Linked DNA regions of Zea mays: all the other regions are linked to region 1. The links are chromatin contacts, called in public Hi-C maps. All regions are on one chromosome and are shown on one strand. The core of a region is the stretch at or near the end of the contact, and the rest is flanking DNA. Distances in the headings are between cores, read along the strand shown.

Region 1 (4,115 bases), core at 673-3,172:
GTAGAGCTCCAGAGGCAAGTAAACATGCCAGCAGGGGAAGGCAAGCTGCATAGTGAACTTGTTCTGCAACATTTTTAGCAGTAGACCTCAAGTCTCACTTAGGTATGAGTCATAGCTGATTGCAGAGCTAGCATGCTGGTATTTGGAATATCTAGTAATGTGCCAAGGCAAATAAGTTGAAGTGGAAATCTATTTTGATAAATAATTTAATTAGAAAATAATTTGAACATCGGCACATGGTGACGTGTTGGGAACTTAGTAACCAGGTTCTCGGATCGATGGGATCGAAGAACGGGAACGTGGTACATGGTACGCTACTAAAACTAGGTTTTAACACTACGGGAATGAGATTGTTCCCACATTCCCGGAACGAGGAACGTGGCCACGTTCCCAGTTCCCGGTTACTAAGGTCGGGAAAAGCTGTGCGGCTATGCAGAATGAGGGGTGGGCGCTTGGGAATAAAAGGCATTTGAACCCAACAACCCTGCTTACTTACTTGCAGCCGTACTGATTGAAAGAAACTGGTTCCACAGGCATTCCAGCAAGGTAAATAAATTATAAGTTTCCATAGAGTTGGAGAAAATTTTGGAAAAATGGATGTACCCGTGTAAGAAGAGGTTGTGCTTCTTCCATTATAGATGCAACTTTTTCAGCTAACTTATAGCTTTTGCTAACACCAATCTCCTCCATGTCTCTACCCAGACGGGTAAATATTCCCACCAATGCATCTAAGCTTACACCTTGCTGTCCTTTCATCCTCTCTTTGTCACAGAGAATCAAGCCTTCTTTGGTGCAGTCTGGGTCAAGTGGTCCTACTGAAGGTGCAGGCAGTGGATCCTTTGGTGTGATATCAATGAGTGTCTCCATTAGAAGACCGGACTGATTCACCTCGACCATTGAATTTCGTGGTATGATGATTTTATCATCTTCAACCTGCAGCAAAAGAAAACATAAAGAGAGAGAGAGAGAGAGGACAAATTCAGCTCGATAATAGAGGAGTTCATAGACCGAAAAACTTTAGAAACAGAAAAGGGATGTAGGTGGGATACTTGACTTGTGGTTAATGAATGAATGAACGAACTATGAGAGAAAAGTAAGGGTGACCTCGACAGTTGCATCGATGCTCCTAAGGGAGGAGTCGACGCGGACGACGGATCCGACGGTGACCCCTCGTATCCGGACGGGCGTGCCGACGCAGATGCCGCACGCCTGCGTGAACTCGAAGACGGTGTTGTACTTGCGAAAGCGGGAGCGGAGCTGGAATCCCCTGAGCCATGCGAGGGCGAGGGCGAGGAGGGCGGCCCCGGAGACCATGAAGAGGCCGACGCCGCCCTCCCAGACGCTGCGCTTGCCGAAGCCGTAGTCGCCGAGGGGCTGCAGGGTGCGGCGCCAGAGCGCGGCGAGGGGGTTGTTGTTGGAGCTGGTGTTGGCGTCCGGCGCGGGCGTGGCCGCGAGCAGCGCGGCGCGGCGGGGCTTGAGAACAGGGAATCCGGCGCGCGGATGAGGGTGTGGGCGGGGTGAGACGGAGAAGAAAGGGTGAGGGAGGAGGAGGGATTTGGCCATAGCGGACGGCATCGGAGAATTGGCTGCCCGTTCTCGGACGGTTCCTGCAAAATCAACGCAAGAGATGTTGGGAGGGAATTGGATTTGGATTTGCATGATGATAACGGGCCCTGTTATTACCCTTTGCTAATAACAAAGCGGAAGCGGTTGCATCGCCCTAGCCTCCTCAGAAGCGCGGTGGCGGAGGAAGAGGAGGAAGGAGAACAGATGGCCCAGTTGCGGTGGAGGTCCGCTGTCCCGGTGCCGAGGAAGACAGGCGAGCAAGACTGCACCTGCAGTGCACTGCACTGCACTGCACGAGCCCAACTCCCACCCCGACTGGACACAAGACCCACCCATCTCTTGTGTAGCCATGCGTATATGCGCTCTGTGCCTTCGTTTTCCTTTCTAGTACATCATCGCCGCATCTTCGATTTCCTTCTCCATTTTTTCTACACAAATTATAAAGTGATACTTCCTCCGCTACGAAACATAAGGCATGCAAGTATTTTAAATTTAAACTATATCTTCTTCAACTAACAATGGTTTTTTAAGGTGGTGCCCTCGATTTTGGTGGTGTGCTCAGTTTTACCCTCAGTGGTGTTTTTTGCTCAGTTTTGCCCTTCTGTTCTATAGCACTGGAAGGGTAAAACTGAGCAAAAAACACCACTAAGGGTAAAACTGAGCACACCACCAAAATCGAGGGCACCACCTTAAAAAACCCTTCATTTATCATTTAAAAAGTTTGTGCTATAAAAATAATTAGATAAAAAATTTCTTTTAATGATCAAGCCTTTGTTCTTAAAAATTGTATCTTTTGATACGCCCGTGGCGCCGGCAGCCTCAAATCCTCACATTTTCTCCTGGTCTTACCTTATGCCATCTAAACCATGTAACCAAAAAAAATATGATGCACATCCAGCGCCGAATCTAGCATAAAATATTATCAAAGTCATCAAAAACAGTTTTGCTATATTATATAAATTATTATGAACTTTAAAAATGTTTTGTTAATGAATTTATAAATTGTATCAGGGTCGGCTGACTCCGATAAACCCCCCTAAATTCACCTCTGTACATATATACCATCTTTTAATGGCTTCAGTGCTCCACCCAAACTTAATCCATGCAACAAAATCAGGGAAAATGACATATTTGTAGTACGGGATACAAGTAGACACAAGTCTTTATCCTGGTTCAGGAAAGAGAATGTCCTACTCCCAGCAGAGGAGGGATGAGACTTATATTGCTTGCACCTAAGTGCTTGTAGTAGGAGATACAAGCTCATCAGGAGAGGGAGAAGTTCTCAAGTCCCTGGTGATTAAGGCAAGTGCCAATAACGCTGTTGGGTTGAAAACCGGTGAAGTGTTCTCCTCCTTGAATGAAGCATTGGGCTCCTCTATTTATAACATCAAGGGGGGCTCCGGGGGTGCCATGGTTTGTCGCGTATTGGAGAGGAGACGTGTCTGAGCCTCTATAGATGGTATGGTCTTTGGTATGGCTTTTGTACTTGCTGCTGACTTGAGCCAGGAGGATGTCTGGTCCATGTATTTGCATCTTTGACTGAGCAGAGAGCCGAGGCCAGAGTCTGGGCTCGAACGCGACCCGAGCCTGTCTAATGGAGACGTTGTCTGAGTCGTAGTTGTTGACACAGTGGTAAGTAAGGTGAAAAGTGCATGGTAATCCGTTCTGTATGGCATAAAGCAGACTTGATGTCGGTCCTGTAGCCATCCCGTCGGAAAATCCTTGGAGTACTTTTTCTCTCATGATTTATAAGATCAACCTAGAAACATATTTTTCGTAGTCAATCACCTAAAACTTCGGAAAATCGTAGCTTCTTAACCGTAACTCTGATTCTAGTGGTTCTCGAATCTATGATCTCGTAAAGACGCGAAGAATATTATTGTGCAGTGTGTTCTCATGTTTGGTGTGATGTTAATTTCTCCTGTGTATATTGTTTGTTTGTATTGTTGCGAGTAGACAAGTAAGTGACCGAGGAACCCGGAGCACAGTCGGTGGAAAACTCTAAGCAGGAGCTCGCTGAAGGCAAGCTGTGCCTTTGATCACTCTTCTTTACCCATTAATATTCATGTTAATAACTGTGGCATGCTTAGGCTAATTTTATGGGACCCAATAGATTATCCTAGTTTGGTTTACCTTACACCTTGCTTACCACTGAACTTTTGGGTAGTATCGGCTATTGCTTTATGTGGTTTGGGTGTTAAGATTCACAATATTCATGATCATGCTATTTAATGTCAATGAGGTATTTACTATTCATGATAAGATCATTATGTTGATTGGAACATGGAGCGACCACCCGGGAAAACAGTGCTACCACAATGGTGGTATGGGACGCCCCTGGCTGACTAATTAGGAAAGCTAGTGGATGACTACCTTACCCAAAAGGGGCAAGGGCAATAGGGGAGTTGTCGGTATAGAGAGGTTCTTGGGTTGATCATGTTGCGATGGCTTTTCAGATGGGGATTCCTGTATCGCTCTCTACAGGAAGCGTAGCGGGTTTTCTAAAGCTAGTGGAACTTTGTAAAGACCTCGTAGTGCTACCCTGCCTC
Region 2 (4,115 bases), core at 1,111-3,610, 330 kb before region 1:
TTCAGGTTGGCTGATGACAGTGGCAAGGGATGTTGTCTCCGTGAGCGGAGCCTGGTTGGTTGATGCGTTTGTGTTCTCCGGGGGTCCAGTCTGAAAGCACGCGTGCCTTGCGGTCGCGTTGAATTTTGGCAACTGGGCTTCTGTTAGTATTTCTCTATTTGCTTAATCAATGATAGATAGAAAATATCTTGGTGCACTTGTCATATAGAAAATGGAACACCGCACACTTGGCCATCGCATGACCTCACCTATCACCTCTGATAGGCGATCTGGTGATACGTGACCTGTGTGATGTGGAAAGGATAGAGATGGTAATGTACTCTAAATTTTACAATATAAAATTTAAGGATCGGATTAAGATCAGACACTATACATATTTATTTTTTAACTAAAATTAATATTAAAGGCTCGTAACAATTTGTGAAGCCTAGGAAAAAGGAAACACATCCTTTACATATATCTCCATGCGCATCATATTGCATGCATTCTGAATCTGTTCATGCTCCGGCCTTTATGACGCTGAATGCTGATGTCCCAGACTCACACCTATATATACTACAACACAAAATACACAACATATCATTGACTAACAAATCCAAAATTTAGTGGCTACTAACTCTGCTCATTCCCTCCCTTGTATAAAAAAACATCTACTTGTATTGCATCGGGCACCATTAATTAGTTGTTGTAATACTCCATCTTGCTTGGGCTTGATAATCATTTGGATCCTTGATTGATCCTCAAAGAATGACTGGAGTGGATTATTGCAGGTAATGAGGCTTGGTAATCATTTGGATCCTTGTTCCTCAAAGAATGACTGGGGTAATGAGCTGTCGGCTACCCTCCCGGAGCCACGAGCAATCCTGGACAAGGACAAGGACCTGATGGCCGAGGTGAGTCCCCTGAAGCTGTTGGAGGTAGCAGTAGTCTTGCTGTTGGCCACCAGCAGCCGGGTGATGGTGGCGCGGCAGAAGGGGCAGGCGGGTGGCTGCAGTGCCAGGGTCGTCGGGTTGGGCTTGCTGTGGCAGCACAGCGCCAGCGTGCACGCGGCGCACATCTGGTGCCCGCAGTCCTGCACCTCCATGGTGCACGCCTGCTCCAGGCAGATGCCGCACAGCTGCTCGTCGTCGTCGTCAAGGCCGCCGTCGTTGTTTGTTTTGGTTGTGGTGTCCGTGATGCGCTTCTCGCGCTCCCTGTTGGCTTCCATGAGAGCCCCCTCCAGGAGCACCTTGGCCTCCGGGCTGAGCTCGCTGATGAACTTGAGCGGGGACGGCCACACCATTGGTTCCGCCGCCGCCGGGTTCAGCAGCGCGGCGCACTCTCGGTGGCTGTGCTTGAGGGCCACCGCGTAGGCGATCCTCCCCGCCGAGTCCCTGTGGAGGCGGTCAGCGCCCCAGGCGAGGAGCTCCCGGACGCAGTCCAGGTTGCCGCGGCGTGCAGCCAGGTGCAACGCCGTGCTGCCGGGGAAGCCGTAGGAGGCTGTTGGGGCGGAGACGATGGCGCCGGCGTGGAGCAGGTGGCGGACGCACTGCGGCCGCCCCTGCCTTGCCGCCAGGTGCAGCGGCGTGGCGCCGTGCTCGTCCCTCACGTTCACGAAGCGCGCGAAGCCCCTGCAAGCCAAGCATGTCATGCTTGATGCATATGGATGAGGATGTCTTGGCTGGCGGCCATACCATGAGTCGGCCACCGGCGTGGTCTTGGCGGCCGAGAGGATGGCTTGGAGGCAGTGGGCATGGCCGTAGTAGGCCGCGTGGTGGAGGCATGTCCGCGCGTGTACCGAGTCGAACATGAGGATCTGAGCCAGCAAGCCGTCGTTCGTCAGTTGATGGCCATGATGAAGAGAAATAGTAAACTGATGATGATTACGTACATTTGCTCCGGCGTCTAGCAGGCTGAGCACGCAGTCCGTCCTGCCGTGCATGGCCGCCAGCATCAACGGGGTCTGCTTCTTCCGGTTCAGCACGTCCACGTTCCCGCCGGCGCCACCGTCATCGAACAACAACATGGAGAGCACCTGCCTCTCTGCCAGCTTGAGAAACACAACAGGAAAAATAAAGGAACAAGAAGCGATCGAACCTGCAGCTGGCCATTGGCGGCGGCGATGTGGAGCAGGGACAGACGGTCGTATATGGTGGTGGCGCGGCGGGCGAGCTCCGGGTCGACGGCGAGGAGGGCGTCCAGGTCGCCGTGCTGCACCGCGCGGAACAAGTCAGCGCCGTCGCGGCTGCAGCTGAGGACGTGGCCCATCGAGGAGGGGAGGTGGGTGGTGGTTTCCGGTGGGGAAGAAGAGAGTTAAGGCTCTTCTGTCTGCTGCTTTTAAAATCAATCACAAGAAAGATGCGTGCTGCTCTTGGATCTTTCCTTCCTTCTCTTTTCCAACATGGTAGGTGATCATTTTTTTTCTATCTCTAACAATTGGAACTCAATATATAAAATGATCAATACTCTCGTATGGGATCGACAGGTACACCACAGGGTACATTAATAACCTAATTAAAAATTCGCGGTTGTTAAGCCCGTCTAGGGCCTATATAAAGATTCTATTTGGTTTAAAAAATAAACTTACTTTATACAGTGTCACTCCACTTGACACTAGGGGTGATAATATGCTCTAAATTTTTAAGGATCATATTAAGATGGGCTATGTTTCTATTTATTTTTAACTAAAATTTAATTAAGGTCCTACTATTTTGCGAAAAATAATTTGGATTGCTATACCTTACCACCTCTACGTGCACGTTTCTTTCCGCGACGCCTATTTCAATCTGTACTAAAATTAACATAAGATGTCGGTGCACCATCCTAGTTGGCGCGTTTGATGGACGCGGCTTAGCTTAAGAACCATGTTTACTCAAATCTATCATCACGCGTGTACCTCCCGCGATCGAGATATTTTCTGCGTTCCTGCTGTTTAAAAAACTATAAGCGCGGTCCTGGTCCTGTTGACAGCTCTATTTCCAGAAAATTTAGGTGCTAGTAAACTGTGACACCTAAAAGGGAGTGAATTAAGACTTCTAAAAACTATCTCCATACTATGTCACAAATAAACGTCGCGTTCACTGCATTTCGCCCGAAAGCTCGATAGTGAAGACGGTGGGGAACGACCGAGAGCAGCCGAAAGCGGAGCACCACTTGCGCGTGGAGAATGCCCGCGGCTCTCTACAGAGTTACTCGTATATGGTGTTTGGCCCTCACGTGGGCTACCCTTTGCGTATGGGCACCAAAGAGGATTAGTTAGGACCTTGCATTGTCGAGATACCTCGGTAAAAAAACGACGTCGTCTATGAGAGTTTGTTTTCTCTACTAGCTTTTTAATCTTCAATATTTACTCTCTCTACTTAAGTTGCAATCTTTACTATTCTTAGTGTTAGTGTAGGTTATATAGGATTGGAACTTAGGTTGCATAACTCTTTTTTGCGGTACAGATAGCAATACATACACAAAACCTACTTTGCATAATCTAGTTAATTTATTTACATAGGTTTTGTTCTAGAGATTTATTTGTGGCCTAGTTTAGAGATAGTTTTTAAAAGTCCTAATTCACTCACCCCTGTTAGATGTTACTGTTACTACAAGTGGTATCAAAGCCCGGTTTGGCTCATTTGGAATGTTTTACCTTCGCCACTAATAGATTCGACGCTTTTAGAGAAAGAGGATGGATACCTATAGTCCACCACACTCCGACGACATTATTTTCCCTTATTATAGTGTTAGAATGACTTGTTATCGAGAAGCAGTTGTTCTAGGTGTTTGGAGAGTCACTCGCGACAGAATGAAACCATTTAAGAATCCCGATTAACTCACCGCGAGTGACAAAAAAGAAATTCATTTGAATGCTAGAGCCAAAAATTGCTTGTATGAATCTCTTAGCATAGAAATCTTCAATTGAGTATTTACTTTGAAAACTGCTAATGAGATTTGGCTAAAATTGCATGAGCTTTATGACCATACATGAAATGTTCGTGAGCAAAAACATTGTCTAGTCTTGAATGCGTACAATTCTTTTGCTATGAAAGAAAATCAGCTTGTTAGAGACATGTATTTATGTTTAAATCTTGTTATTAATGAGCTCAATTCTATTGACATGAATAAGCTAGATGATGCGAACATTGTGA
Region 3 (4,115 bases), core at 884-3,383, 260 kb after region 1:
CAAATCGTGATATATATCAAAGTCTGCATGATACTAATGGTTGCAATGTAGTGGTGAAACAGATAGATTATAAATAACAAAATTTATGTATGGCCAGAATCACAAATTGATTATGAAACATTTTCTCATAACGGTATAACACATATTTTGTATATAAGTTATCGTAGTATACTGGTATTATATATTCCTGTTCCAACGCACGTGCATTCAACTATCATGTATAGAAGTCTGCACGGTACTGTTGGTTGCAATGTAGTGATGAAATAGTTAGATTGAAATAACAAAATTTATGTATGGCTAAGATCACAAATTAATTACGAAACATTTTCACATAACAGTATAACACACATTTGTTCATAAGTTATCATGATATTAAATGTTTCCGTTGCAACGCACGGGCACCCACCTATATGTGTTTATGTCTACATCATGAAACACATCTACTACATCTCTCTCCAAGCTCACTTACTACCATTGCACAATGCGTAGTAGTAGATAAGTATCACCGATATTCTTGAATTATATTTTTGGATGGAGGTAATATTATTTAAAGAAGAGCTTTGCATGCTATTTCTTTTGTTTGAATAATGCATTATACTTAAATTCCATTTTTTGCATGTGTGAAATTTTTTCTTCGTAATATTTTTTTTCCATGGATCATACTTGTGAGTCATTTTCATAAACCAACGCCAAGCATGAATCCATGTTTCCTACTTCAAACCCCGAACAAACTCCATGAGCAAGAGGCACTCGCGTTGTCGTCGCTCATCGATGACGAGAAGAAGCTTGACGACTGTCAGTTCGACCTCTAAAAGCAGTCTTACGTGGTCGCATGCGCCGCTGTGTACGACAAGCTCCCGCGAAGCCGCCGCTTGGACGCGGTCCAGAGCAGCTGCACCGCGCTATCCATCGTTAAGCAGGGGGGCCTTATGGTTGTCGCCAACGTCGACGACTCTCGGGTTGTTCTGGACACCACATCCGACGACGACGCCATCAAGCCGTCCAGCTCATCGTCCACCTGAAGCCCAACCTGCCACGTAAGTCGCTACTGACCGGACATGAATTCTTGTGCGCTGGGACGATGGACGTTGCTGACGTTGTGTGAGTGTCCTCGAACATGATGTATGTAGTGGAATAGCGCATCCGGTGATGCAACGACCAGGGGTACTACCTCGCTGATGAGCCCGGGGTGCACTTCGTTTGATAGCCCAACCAAGAGTCATCAGTACTCGTCATGTCGCGTGCGTTCGACGACTACTATATCGAGGATTGTGGCGTCATCTTGGCACCAGAGGTGACACAGAGGAGGATCGACAACAGTGACCAGTTCGTCATCCTCGCCACCGTCAGGGTAGCTTTTGTGCCGGCCTGCCTTTAATTCTCTTCGCAAACACATACACACTTACCTTTTTGTTTAAGCAAGAGCATATGGTGGTGCGTGTCTGATGACTAACGATGTACGAGGGAATTTTTCCGGCATGTGTGGAACTTGCTCTCCAATGATGAGACCATACAAATCGTGGTATATATCGAAGTCTGCATGATACTGATGGTTGCAATGTAGTGGTGAAATAACTAGATTAAAATAACAAAATTTATGTATGGCTAGGATCACAAATTGATTATGAAACATTTTCTCATAACAATATAACACATATTTTGTATATAAGTTATCGTAGTATACTGGTATTATATATTCTCGTTGCAACGCACGGGCATCTAGCTAGTGTAAGGATTAAGGTCTAGTGGATCCCTTCAAAAGGCCAACAAACATGGTGTCCAAGTTTTTGTCATGGAGAATAATTGTGCCTTATGTAAGGTCAAGTCATCGTAAAATTAGTCAAGAACTTAATAGTTGTTTTGATGAGGTCAATATAAGAATTGATTTCTTACATTTGAAAAAATAAAAAAAATAAAAGGAGTGCTACGGATTAAATGTGCGTGCCCGTAACCAACTACAAGCTCTCAAGGCTTTCCTTCATGTTTCACATTTTGGCCCATTTAGGCGCCATGCCCAGCCCAATCCAAGAAACAACGGAACGAGGTTGGATGATGACGTGGTTTTCTCCTTTTTCCCCACCAAAAGAAATTTGAAATCCAGTCAGTCCAGGTTTCCCCAGCCCCTCCGCTTCTCCAATGTCTACCGCCGTCCACGCTGCAGCCATGGCGGAGGACGCCGCCGCCGATCTGCGCCGGAGGATGAAGGACAAGCGAGCCGCCATCGAGCGCCGGATCACCGACTCCCGGGACCGCGCCGCCGCCGCCTCCTCCGCCTTCAGCGCCGCCCTCCTCGAGGCGCGCTCCATCGCCAACCAGACCGTCTCCAACCGAGGCATATCAAACTCTTGGCCCCCTACTTCTACTACTCGCCTCTTTTTTCCCCCTTCGGCTTTGGCTTCGCCCTCCTCTCCAATCTTTGGTTTAGTTAGCATAATGGATCAGCCAGGTCCGGTAGGGTTAGTGTTTCCGTGGGAAGCCAGCATCCAATCCACCACCGAGGCTCCTAAAACTAGTCAACCAGGCAGCTCGATTCTGCCTGGCACAGCCCCGCCTACTATGTTGGCCTTGTGCTGAGATCTCACTCAGTGGCAGATCCAAGTAGGCAAGTAATCAAGCACCTGCCTAGTACTAGTACTCATTTCTTGATAAAGGTGTTCTCTCGAGGTGGCCGTCGCTCAATTCATCTACCACTCATCAATTTGGCAAACAGCTTTGGCCGTTGCCTTTTAGTACAACATTTGCCATTAGCATCTTATCTATATGCTTGTTTAAGCTCATTATTATTTGCAAAATTACTTTACTCATCTCTCTCTCTCTCTCTCTCTCTCTCTGTGTGTGTGTGTGTGTGTTTTGGATTGGCAGCAAAACTCAGCGAACAAAAACAACACCTCAGGAAATTAGAATCAGATCTAGCACAGGCCCTCTCCGGTGAGCACAACTGCACAAGCATTTCCTCATTTCCATGTGCTTTTCAATCTTCTCCATTTATTATATAATTATAGTGAAATATATTATCATTCTTCTAACGGTATGCTGCATTGGATAACTATTTCTACCATTGTCTATCTCCATTTCATTTTGTTTGTCTTATACATGCTAACGGTATTCTGCTTGTGCCAATTTTCTGTTATTTCTAGGAACAATTAGATATATACCATTAAAAGATCCAAACTTTAGATATATACCATGGACCCCACATGTCATTGACTCATGTGGACCCACATGTAAGTGAGATAGTAATGGTATGGATCCAAAGTGGTGATCTTTTAATGGTATGGATCCAAATTTCCCTTATTTCTATTGCTTGGTTGTTGGTTCCATACTACCATCCTGGTTTCTTTGTCAACCTCAGCTCATGGAAGGTTTCTCCCCTGCAGTCCAAGCAAGCAGAAGGTCAAAACACAAGTTCATGACTGAGTCGATTTCAAACACCACTGCAACAAATGAACATCTTAGACACTTGGCTATGGACCGTAGGTCTACAAGAGATGAATGCATGAATGCCATATCAAATCAACTAAAAGGTAGATGTAATTACTGATTATACCGTACCGTTTGTGGTATTCAGTTTTCATGATATATTTCTTTTTTCCAATCCACGTGTTTGGATACTTGCATATTCTTCAACACTGTATGTCGCAGTGTGATTGTTAGACAATTAGCAGTGGTTTATGCAGATTCTGAAATTACAAAAGCGCAGTTTGAAGGGTTTTGTTGACTTCTTAGATCCGAATGAAATCATTACTGATGCTTCTAAAAAAATCTAGGTTTAGTTTGATGTATATACATACACTATATCTCTGTTACTGTGAACTTAATTCTTTTTTCCTAAAATTTTTCCTGGAATGCGCATAATCTCGAACTTATGTGCCTTAGTAAATCTTAATTTGATGGCAGATATTGAATCCCTTGAAGCTGAAAGTGACGCACATGGAGATAAGAGCCTAGAGACGGCTCTTATGTGGTATGATAAGTTTCTTGGTTTTCAAGTTGTTGGAGGAGAAGGTAATGGAAATCTTAGTGACATGGTTAATTAGTATGTTAGGTTGATGCGATAGCATGTGACACAGTTTTTTTTTGTTTTTGTTTTTTGCAAGGGGTGAAATTTGTGTTCA

The links. A called contact is a pair of places that touch in the nucleus more often than the background predicts.
Region 2: a Hi-C map of root tip shows a contact between it and region 1, with 6 times the contacts expected there. The contact joins the promoter of LOC100286180 here to the promoter of LOC100284791 in region 1. A contact is called at or near these places in 4 of 25 Hi-C or Micro-C datasets (ear, endosperm, root tip and 1 more).
Region 3: a contact with region 1 is called in a Hi-C map of seedling, with 4 times the contacts expected there. The contact joins the promoter of LOC100216610 here to the promoter of LOC100284791 in region 1. A contact is called at or near these places in 3 of 25 Hi-C or Micro-C datasets (ear, seedling and tassel).

What each region holds. Positions count from the first base shown.
Region 1 is chr3:146,161,585-146,165,699 of Zm-B73-REFERENCE-NAM-5.0, forward strand. LOC100284791 (ABC-type transport system involved in resistance to organic solvents, periplasmic component) reads right to left here and starts at 1,923. Exons shown (of 6, transcript NM_001157686.2): 1 at 1,684-1,923; 2 at 1,105-1,607; 3 at 604-933. The coding sequence starts at 1,575.
Region 2 is chr3:145,834,657-145,838,771 of Zm-B73-REFERENCE-NAM-5.0, forward strand. It overlaps LOC100286180 (ring zinc finger protein), which reads right to left and starts at 2,361. Exons shown (of 4, transcript NM_001159068.2): 1 at 2,077-2,361; 2 at 1,871-2,014; 3 at 1,674-1,795; 4 at 357-1,610. The coding sequence starts at 2,247. The coding sequence ends at 788. It overlaps LOC103652245 (pectin acetylesterase 5), which reads left to right. Exons shown (of 11, transcript NM_001414178.1): 11 at 1-282.
Region 3 is chr3:146,421,471-146,425,585 of Zm-B73-REFERENCE-NAM-5.0, forward strand. LOC100216610 reads left to right here and starts at 2,134. Exons shown (of 6, transcript NM_001143023.1): 1 at 2,134-2,332; 2 at 2,863-2,928; 3 at 3,378-3,524; 4 at 3,898-4,005; 5 at 4,098-4,115. The coding sequence starts at 2,137.